Regions from separate parts of the Gossypium hirsutum genome. Here region 2 is linked to region 1. A link is a contact called in public Hi-C data. All regions are on one chromosome and are shown on one strand. The core of a region is the stretch at or near the end of the contact, and the rest is flanking DNA. Distances in the headings are between cores, read along the strand shown. Region 1 has its middle 5.2 kb from the start of TRNAM-CAU. Region 2 holds the start of LOC107935189 (RING-H2 finger protein ATL29).

Region 1 (5,623 bases), core at 636-3,135:
GTGGTGCCATCGAACAAGATTCTTTACTTGCCAATTGTTTCTTCATCTCATCTAATTGTTTCAGCAACTCCTCTTTCTCTGAATCTGCATCCTGCACCTTTGTCCTAAGCTCGTTAATATACGAAATAGCATCACCAAGGAGCGATGCTTTATCCATCTTTGATACGTTAGGAACTACGGCACGCAGCGCATAAAACTTCTGGTTAAGCTTCTCTCTTCTTTGCCGCTCTGCTTCTACGTGGTTCAGAGGCTCTTCTCTTCCGTTTGCTGGTTTTCTCCCTCGTTTCCGAGGCCTCTTTTCAGGCTCCACAACTCTGCTACTATCAGCTTCCTTCACGATGGAAGCTTCGATATCAGAGTTGTCCGAATCCCTAGCACAGCCACCGGGTTTGGCCACACCCGAACAAGGCAAAACTGCGCCAGAAGTGAACGAAATCATTCCATCTTCATTACTCCCTCTCGAAGTAGGCGACCTTTTCTTCTTATTCTCCTCCACCACTAACTGAGAATTGGCTGAAAACAAATTCCCATTCCCACTTTTCTTACTCTCACCAAAGTTCAATATCTCCCCGGATTCTGGTTTCAACAAATGAGCAGAAAATTTTCCATTCTTCACACTGCTATTCCCATCAAAGCCATAATTGGAGAAATTCAAGCGGAAACTCTGTCCCTGCGGCTGCTGCTGCTGATTTCCACCATGAATAGAACTTGGATTCTCAGTTAAACTGCTCGTACTTGGATCCTGAATCGACGGATTGTGATTGCCGTTGTTATTGTTATCCTTGGGTTCGACTCCATTATTTGGTTCACTAATCCAAAGCGAAGACGGATCATTTTCGCCTTGATCAGCTGTGTTATTACTCACAGACCAAGAACCAGCTTCAATCCCATTATTGAAATTAAACAAAATCCGAACCTTATTCATCAGATCTGAGCTTTGCGTGATAAGTTCCGTTGACCCCAATTCGACAACGCCATTCGCCGACGGTATACAAACGATCGTCTGCAAACCGAAAAGCTGCCCTTGCCTGGCTCTCTCGCACATCGAGCTGGCTAATCGGTCCGAACCGGCAACCCAAACCGGACTGGAATTGTAAAGCGCCTGCCCCGGGAGCCCGCTGCCGGTGACGAAAGATTGCGTCATGGATACTAAAAAGAACCACTCGGTGTCGGTGACTTCTTCGTCGACAGCGTCGTCGGCGGTGGCTGTTGAGCCAGAAATCAAAGAATTAAGTTCCCTGAGCACTTTTTTACGGTGCTCTTGTTCCGCAACTGAAGACGAATAAGCTTTGGACTTCCCTTTCCCTTTATCTTCTTCGCCTTTGTAATACCCGTCGCCCCAGCCAAGCACAGTAGCGCCCGAGTAATCGTACGAGGACTGCCAAAAAATGGCGTAAGTCCAACAATCACGGCCTCCTTCGATCAGCGCCTGGAGACGCTGTTGAAGAGTTTCTTGATTGAGGAGAGAAACGGAAGGCTGAGATTGGGCGAGGAAAGAAATGGAGAGGTCGTGCCCCCACCACCACCACCACCACCACCGGCAGCAGAAGCAGCTGGAGTGGAAGTGGAGGCAGAGGATAGCGGCGGCGGCCACAAAGACGAAAGATCGGAGCTCATAAAAGCTTCCATAACCGGGGCGTTATCGTCCGTCCATAGATTCATCGTCGGTGCTAACCTATGGTCCTTCATTCCATATAAAGTGGGCAGATTTGGTTACGAGGAATAGAGGATGGCAATGGGGGGATTTAGATTTAGATTTAGATTTTTCTTTGCGATTTTATTTAATATTTGGGCTGATTATTTTTACTTTCACTAAGGGTGGTTGGGGGAAATAGAGGAATTGGAGACTGGACAACCCAATAATAAAAAAAATAAAGGCGGTTTCTACGAAGGCCCGAGTACTGGGTGATAAATTCCGGCGTAGCTGTGTCTCATAGATAGCCTATAGCCTTCGTTCGAGCACGTGCGTGAAACGTGTCTGCATTCTCTTTGTTTCACTTTACTGTACGGATTAGAAGCTAAGCTCCCACTGTGGTAAATTTTTTTATAAGCTCCTTGTACTTTTGGGTTTTGGATGATTTAGCCTCTCTATTATAATCTCCTTGTAAATATATATATATACTTTACATGTTTTAAAAAATTAATCACATGCAGGGACCTTTCTTATAAATTTGACCTTTGAAGGATAGATATTATCAAATTTGTCAAAATAAATATCCCCATTTTCTTCTAAATTTTTGCTTTATATATTTAGAAAAAATATTTATTTAGTATTGGGAAATGCAAAAGAAAGTGCATGAGTGGGTGTTGTTAGTTGTATTAACAGCGAGTTCGTTGGCTATGATAATGGAAGTAAAACAGGAATGGGTACATATTATGAAGAAATTGTCAAACAGATCCCCATATTTTTCTGTAATAGATGTTTTTATTGTTTTGCATGCCTACACTGGCGGCTCCCTATTATATGTCTTCCTGCTATGCTCATAAATCTACTTTCTACCTTCCTTACATAAAGTTATCCAGAAACAATATCCGTGACGCAATCGAAGGTTCTTCCTCTTTTCCTCCCATGAATCAGCCACTCATACATTTTGTTGACACCTTTTTTTGATGAAAAACGGGGTCGACTTGGGTTTTGGAAAATGAAAACAAAAATGGGAGTCGCCACCAATCCCTTTTTTATGAGGTGTGATTGGATTACCTCGAAAATGGTTGTTATAATAAACGGTTTGATTTTTATTAAAACAACGGTTTTGGTCCACGAAATTTAGAAAACGGGTTCGGGAGTCGGTTACGCACGAGGAAGGATTAGCACCCTCGATACGCCCAAAATTGGTACCTAGTTGATTACTTAATGTCTTAATGTCGAAAATTGAGAATTTAAAAGAATTTTAAAAATACGATCCTTGTATTAAAGTGTTGAAAATTTTGGGAAAAGAGGGGCACGTTCCACGTTAATCGAGAAAGAAAGCATCATATCCAGTAAGTTAGGACACAATGTCTCGAATTCCCGATATGCGAATGAATGTCAAAATTTACTTATTTAAGATATTTAATTATCTTGGATTAAAAAGGGGATCATGTCCAGTGAGTTAAGACACGATCTTTTTTATTTCCGAGATCATTTAAAACTTAAGTTTGAAAAGATTCGTGTAATAAAGTTTAAAAGAATATTCAGTTGTTTAAATCAAATGAAGAAATCGCAACCCAATACGTTAGGGCACAATTTTTCCAAAATATTAAACATTGAATATGGTATTTATTTCGAAAAATCCTCGTCTCGAGGAAACAACATGTCACATCCAATGCGTTAGGACACAACATATTGAATTCTCGATAACGAGCTTTTTATCATTTTAAAAAAGAGTAATCCCAATTATTTAAATTCAACGAAGAAAGTCGGAATCCAGTACGTTAGCGCTCGATTCTCTCGAAGATCCAAAATACCGAATATTACTTATTTTTAAAATTTCTTTTTTGAAATCTAAATAAAAAATTTAGTGTAATGGAAATGATGATGATATAAGCAAAATAATACAAACAAAGGCTACTGGGTGAAAATAAATACAGAGACGAACTAATATAATACACAATTATAAGCATATTAAAACATTCATTCTAAATAATGAAAATGTAAATGAAGAAATAAACGAAGAAAATGTATATAACTATAAAAATATAAAATATATATGTGTTATAGAATATGAAAATGTGAGTATTTACATATACATGAGTAGATTATAAAACATAAGAATATATAATAAAAGTATGTACATTACAAGAACGTGTATATGTACATAAATATGAAAATTTTAAGATAGAACAATGTGCATATACATATACTTATACAAATTAAAAAAAGTATGTACATACATATATTATAAAAATTTATTCACATATACATACATGCTTGAAATTGTAAAATAATAACGAGAACATGTATATATAAACATATATGAAACATGAGATGTACGAACGTATGTATATAGATACGGATGGTAAAAATATAGGCATATAAATATAAATACTTAAAATGTATATATAAATACATACATAAATTATAAAAATAGATAATATAATCATGTATATATATTATTAAATATTAGACATATATATGTATATATATATAGTAAGATTTAAAGTAAGAAGACAATAATAAAATATCACATTCAAATGACAAAATAACCAAAAATAAAGAAGAAGGATTAAAATACAACTTAAACTAAATTGACAGGATAAATTAAAAAAGTAAACCAAACGTAGGGACTAATTTCAAAGGCGCGAAAGAAGCTAAGGATTAACTGGGGAAATATCCCGCACCAACCAAACGGCGCCGTTCCAAGGAAGTGCACATACATGGTCTGGGGATTAAAATAAAACAAAAGGAAATTTTAAGACCGAAATTGCGAATAATAAAAAAATTGCATTGAAAACGCCATAAAGGCGGAGGGGCTTATTTCGCAAATATCCCCTCAGGCCTAAGCACGCGGATCCTTGGGGCCTGACGGGTCAACACGCGGGTCATGCTCAATACGGCGCCGTTTTGGAGCCACTGATCAGACTCCAAACGGCGTCGTTTCACACATCACATAAGGGTCAAAGGAACCCTAATCCGGCAGCCACCCATTCACTTTCAAAAAAAGAAAAAAAAACAATAACAAAACAGAGAGCCCGACGCTCTCCCTTTCTGCGCCTCCCTCGGCCTTTAGGCTTAGACCTCCATCTCCGCCTCCATGGCCAGTGGCCGGAGTCGCGCGAGAACGGTCTCTCTCCTTGCGGCGTCCCTGAAGGCTAAGCCTTCTCAACCGCGGTATCAAAGGGAAAAGGGGTGACTCGCCTCTTTCGGCCCAACTCCTACGGCGGCAAGGGTGGGGCTCCGACGCTAGCCCATCGAAGCAAAAGGTACTTCCTTTCCCTTTGAGTTCCGTTTGTTTTATTGAACAATTGCGGAGAAAAAAAGCAATAAATGAAGATTAAAGTGAATGAGAAACAAGAACAGAGAAAAACGGGAGTCAACCTTTTTGATCTGTTTTTCTTTTTTTTCCAATTCGAAAATGCAGTGTCCCCCCTATTTACAAAGATATTGCTTTTCTTTTATATCCCCTTTACATTGTATTTTAGTTGTGTTCTTTGCATTATCTATTGTGTGCTCCGACTTTCTCTGCCATTTTGCAGGTGTTGATGAGGCTAGGCACGGTGGGTGGCGATGGGACATGGCAGACGGCAGAGGGGGGATGCGGCGCTAGGTTTGGCTAGGGTTTCGTTTTTCTGAAACCCTAGCTGGGTTTTTTAGGGGGAATTGGGCTCGTTTTAGGCTGGTGGTTTAGGTTTAGGTGGGCCTTGGGTGTTTTATTTGGGTTGGTTTTGGGTAGCGGGCCACCGGGTAAATGGGCCTGCAACAACTGCCCCTCTTTGCTCATTGTCGTGTAACGAGAATAGAGCAAAGACCAAGAAAGGCCAATTTTGCCCGGTCGCCTGTTTTGGACTCGTCGTGGTGCTTTTCTTCTAGCAGCTTCACTCTAGTCCGCTGTGTCTTGTTGCTTCAATCCATTCTGCTGTACCTCCAGGGGGTAAGGTCCATCATTTTGACCCGCTCCACTGCAACCTCAGGGAGATCGGACTC
Region 2 (5,618 bases), core at 532-3,031, 80 kb after region 1:
TTCACTCAGCCTTGTTTTGGGGTTTGTCAACATTGCAGGCACAGTGACTGCAATGGAGAGAGTGGAGGTGGGGGAGAGGGGGGGGACCCAAATCTATATAGGGATATGCATACAAACAATACAACAAGCTGTGGGTTAAAGCTACTGTGCACATTCAAATCTATGTTGTATTTGGCAGGGAAAAAAAAAAGACTGGCTCACGGGCCCTAGATTCTCGTACACTACTGTTTTACAAGGAAAGCTTAACATGTGCTTGACAACCCATTCTCTGCAGCATATACAATTGGAAGATCATCATTTGACTTGCCAATGATCATACAAATAAAGGAACATATGTGAGAATCAGTGGAGTAGACTTTTAATTAACAGCTTAGGCTTAGGTTCAAAAAAACCAAGAGCCATTAGAGTTCTTTTGAGCACTTTCATGATCACTGTAATTAGATGAAATGGCCATAAAAGAGAGAAACACAAGAGACAAAGAAACACAGGGAAGGGAGCTGTCGCCTTATCTGGTGAAGAAGACTGATGGTCCGATTTGTCAGCCATATTGCAGGCTAATCCATGTGACTCTTTGGTGATGGTATGTATAGTTACAATGATGTCTGCAATGCTTAGTGAAACGTTTAACTGGAATGTAATAAAATCCTTTCACGATATAATTGGCTTTCCTCTCAACTATTGTTCTTAAGTTCAAATATTTACACACCTCTGAAACTACAAAACTACATATACCATACCCATCCACATATAATCTAGTGATAAAAAAATTAGATAGATGAAAGTTCACAATGAATTCGTTTATTTTTTTTTCCCCTGAGTTTATTGAAATAGGAAGGCATGAGTTCAAATTCTATTTAGAATATCCTAAGATAATTGAAGAAAGGAGCCTACATCAACTTATACTTTATCTAAGTCACCTTGAAGTGACTCTGATGTTTCACCTGAAGCTGCATTTTTGGAATTCAAGGGGCTTGTAAAATCTCTAAATGATATACAACTTATTGCAGCTTTATGTCCCCTTAAAATTTTTATTTTGACATGGTCAAGCAATCTTAGAGTATATTTATCATCTTCTTCTCTAGTTCTAAATATGGAGTGGCCTGTGGAATTTGACCTAAAAAATCTTTCCACTCCTTCACGTTTCTTGTGATGTTCTTTTGTGGTTGAAGAGCTTTGAGCTTCATCAGCTTTCTCCTTGTTATCTTCTTTAATCTCAATGCAAACAGCATTTTGTAGAGGACTTTGATTTGCCCCAATTTCATGCATGGAATTACTCTGAAGCAGTACAGGAGATTTCTCTAACGATTTCCTAGGCACGTCTAGCTCGCCACGACAAACCGGGCATGTTTTATTCGATTCAAGCCAAAGATCAACACATTCTTTATGGAAAACATGGAAACAAATCGTCAAAAGTCGAAGCATATCGTCATCTACGAACTCCCCCAAACAAATAGCACATTCTAGGCCGTACTTTTCGCGACGAAACTCTTTGACGGTCGAATAATAGAACGTCGGGAAAGCTTGTACTAGTTCAGGATCAAGACCATTGCTTTTATTTGCTGTATCTTCTGGGGCAGCAGCAACCACAACATCTGCAGCAGTGTTAGCCTCAATGTTCCTATTACTTGCAATATATTCAAGGAGACACTTTAAAAAGTGTACTGTGAAGAAACCAAATAAGAATGAAAGGAGGAAAATTACTGTTATGATTACAGGCACCGGGGGATTGTAGGCTGATGATGTTGAGGGTGGATGAGCAACATTAGAAGAATATGTTGACATTGAATAAAAATGGTAGCATATACCATTGGCTAGACTGTGTTAACTTTTCTTTTCTAGGAGATGAGATCAGTAATCCTTTTTTTTTTTTTTTTCAATTTTTCTTTGTTATAGGAGTATGAACAAGCGATTGGTAACCTTAATTTGGAAAGGTGATGCTTGGCAAATGGTAAAAATGCGGGGTTATTGAACGAGTCCTTACGAGAAGGATTTGGATCTTATGGCTGAATCCTGTTATATTTGCCCTTAATTTCCTCTGATGACTACGATATGTTGGAACTATAAATATGGTGAGTCTTGGATATAGACCATCTAAAAGCTTAAAATTTGTGACACATGCTTAATTCTAGCCATTTCTTTTGAAAGCCATATCTTGCCTTCGACAATTATTTAGTAACAACCCTTGTGTCCTAATAAATTCTTGTTTCTTAAGGTGAATTACCTCAATTAACATATTGAGTAAATTTTAGCATTGTGAACCTTGTTCTCCGTGGTAAATTTGTACAAACATTTGACAAGATGTCCATTGATAATGATAAGCTTCTAAAAATGGATATACAATCTGTACAGACACTGAAGAGTAGTATTATTACTGACAATGAATTTTAGAAATTGAAACAGATAACAACTTCTCCCCAACTTTTCTTATATCCGTCTTCCTATACAGACTTAACCTGGGAATGGTTAAAGCAAATAATACAATGCATGGCAAAGAATTTGATGATTGGCACAGTAACACCTTATCCGATCAGCATGTTTGGTATTGGATGCGGATTCCGTTTAACCCGAGAAGCAGCAGCAGCACATTGCATTTATTTGATGCTAGCCTATACACAAGCTCAGGTGCTAGGATGCTATAATTTGGGCTTGCTCATTAGCGTAGGCGTGACAGAGACAACCCCTATAAGGAAAAGAGTGGCAATTGAGTTGAAGTTGTAAAGATCCCCCACCGATTGCAATTCTCCGAGAGCTATTCCTGCCTGCATGCAGAAGAAACATGCAACCACAAGTTATTTAAGTATCAAGATTGTATTCAAGGGATGTGCTCTGCCATGTCAGTCTAACAGCTTAACATGCAAATTTCACATGGAAGTCCAAAGTAAAATACCCTGACAGTTAAGAAAGCAGCAGGAATAAGTCCAATGAAAGTTGCCATGAAGAAAATATGGTAAGGCACATCGACAATAGGCGAAGCAACATTAATGAATGTGTTCGGCAAAGTTGGAGTAAGCCTCAAAAAAAGCATATAGTTCAACAGGCTTTCTCTTCTTTGAGCCACCTGCAAGCACGAAAAGCCGATAAAGCTTATTATACTTTTTAGCTCGATGTAAGAAAAAGACAACTTACTGAACAAGGAGTTGAAATCACCTGAGCTTGGAAGAAGCTCAGCTTGTCAGGCCAAAGGGAAATGACAAGGGGGCGTCCAACTAATTTCGACAGGAAATAGCATGAAGAAGCTCCGGCAGTGGCGGTGATCACAACAAGAGCTACACCTTTCAAGACTCCAAACAATGCTCCAGCGAGCAATGACATGAAAACAGTTCCCGGAATCATGAAAGTTTGCATGAAAATGTAGACTGCACAATACCCCACCAAGACTTGTAGGGTGTAGTCACTTGTGTAGATTTCAAGGTGATCTCTACAATGATACATTGTACAAAAACAATCAATGCATATCAAAGCAACACAAACGACAGAACAAAAGACTGATAACACAGGGATTAGGATAAGCCAATGAGAAGAAAAATGTTTTAATTGTGAACCTGGAGAGCTCAAATGATCAGAGCATGATAGTTCATTTCATTGTATACCCTCTTTAACCAAATGCATTTTCTCACCAACTATCTCTTTAAAGCAAATATCTAACCATCTCACATAATCGAATCAAACTTAGCATTAACCAATAAATATTGCCCCACATTATTCTATGGTATTCTTAGTTCTCTAAGGACTTGAAGTTCTATTCTCTGCACCATTGATCCTAATGAGCTGAAGTACATTGCAGTCCAGTCCAAAATTCATTCATTTGTTGCCCAAATTCATTATAAGAAAAAACGAAACTAAAAAGGCTTCAATTGCTTGAAAACCAGATGGATCCCATAACTTGTTAAATTACAGAGAAAATAAAACATAAAAGAATTGCATGGAATCTCAAAGAAAGCATTACCCACCAAAACAAAATATTTCCCAGAAAAAAAAAATACAAAAACACAACTAATTTTGTTATACATTCTCAATCACCAATAAAACACATTAAAGTAACCAATTCAATCTCTTCTTTTTTTTTTCTTTTCTAAAAAACCAAATTAATAGCAAAAGGCCAAACGAACCTGAGGATATGTAGATCTTCAAGGCTTCTGGGTAATTTAAGGAAGCTATAATCAGAAGCGGGCATGGTTAAATAAACTCCCCAAGCCCCAAAACAAAACCCATCACCACCGTAAAAGCCATCGTCACCTCCCAAAAGCTTAAAGGAAAACTGGGTTTTGATCCCTTAATCTCTTCTCTGCCTTCCATAATTCTCTTCCCTTCTCTTATCTGTTTTCAGTTTTGTGCTTTCCCCCAATAATTTTCTTTTCCTTTTATGTGGTGAATTGGAATTTGAAAATTAATTTGTCATTTGGGACACCTCCTCTTCCATTCCCTCTCTCAAATTCTTCTTTATTATCTCAAACTCAAAGAAAGAGAAAAAAAGATACCAGAAAAAAGAAACAAATTACCAGTAAAAATAAATGAAGAAATTAATAAAGAAAGAAAGAAACAGCGTCGTCGGTCGTCATCTTTTTTTAGAACATAGTACAATCTTGTTGTCAACTTGTCGTCTTTTCGTATTTGTGTTCTATAATTGAATTTATTTATTTATAAAAAGCTGAGATTTTGACACGTCATTTTTTAAAACAAAAAAGGGTCTAAAAAGTAAAAAGTTTTTTGAGTGAAGAAAAAGGAAGGGAATGATTAAAAACGTGTGTGGATAGAGATGTGATCAGATTGGCTTACGTCAACCAAATCCAGGCCCACGGCATCGCGTCTCACGTGATTTCAATTGTAGGGAAGGTGTGCGTCTAAGGGTTAATTTCACTCAACACTCTCAGATTATGGTTAGATTTTGAATTGGTCTCAAATTTTGAAATATTTGTAATTAAGTCCTCAAAATGTAACTTAACTTTCTAACGTGGAATATATTGACAACATGTTAATCAGAAGTTAAAATTGTGTTTTAGCTATCACTTTGATAGTTTGAATCACTGCTTTCAAAATCAGATCGATTGGATCGGGGACTAATTGGGATATCGAACTAAAATAAGAGGTTGAACCAATTGAATTGGTTTTCTCTATTTTAAAAATAATTTTAATAATTTATTCAATTGAACCAAACAAATCAGTCGAATCGATTCGATTATCGATCCAATTCTAAAAACTTTGATTTGAGTCTAATGTATTAAAAAACTTAATCATCCTAAATTTTATTGATAATGTTTTTTTTATGTGTTTCAAGTATCCTCCTTATTAAATATGAACAAAAATTTAATGTCAAGACTAATAATTAAACTAACAAAAGGACTTGGTTAATACAATATTGATACTTTAATAACTTAATCAGAATATTTTAAAGTTTAGAAACTAATTTACAATCTAAGCGATAGCTTAGGATGTTTGGTGCATTTAACCCTTTATTTTTTAAAACTTGTTTATAATAGATATGGATTTTAAAATTTCATTTGTTTCTTTATATATTGATACCGAATGGTAAGGGCAATAAGATCGAGTTAAAGTTGTTTGAAGCAAGGAAAAATTCTATCTCAACTACTAAGCAATTTGAAACGTGAGAACAAGCCAAG

The links. Hi-C and Micro-C count contacts between places; a contact is called where the count stands out from the background.
Region 2: a contact with region 1 is called in a Hi-C map of leaf, with 2.4 times the contacts expected there. The contact joins the promoter of LOC107935189 here to the enhancer-like site in region 1. A contact is called at or near these places in 9 of 34 Hi-C or Micro-C datasets (callus, hypocotyl and leaf).

Annotation. Positions count from the first base shown.
Region 1 is chrA09:80,403,211-80,408,833 of Gossypium_hirsutum_v2.1, forward strand. It overlaps the pseudogene LOC107935204. Among protein-coding and RNA genes, the nearest start is that of TRNAM-CAU, 5.2 kb to the left of the region's middle. Within about 2 kb of position 1,886, at least 9 of the 9 cell types and tissues checked have an H3K27ac peak or open chromatin away from gene starts, as enhancers often do. A contact at or near this core is called in hypocotyl and leaf, where this site is marked.
Region 2 is chrA09:80,482,905-80,488,522 of Gossypium_hirsutum_v2.1, forward strand. It overlaps LOC107935189 (RING-H2 finger protein ATL29), which reads right to left and starts at 1,782. Exons shown (of 1, transcript XM_016867756.2): 1 at 898-1,782. The coding sequence starts at 1,782. The coding sequence ends at 898. It overlaps LOC107935177 (transcription factor bHLH71), which reads right to left and starts at 104. Exons shown (of 3, transcript XM_016867741.2): 1 at 1-104. It also overlaps the pseudogene LOC107935209.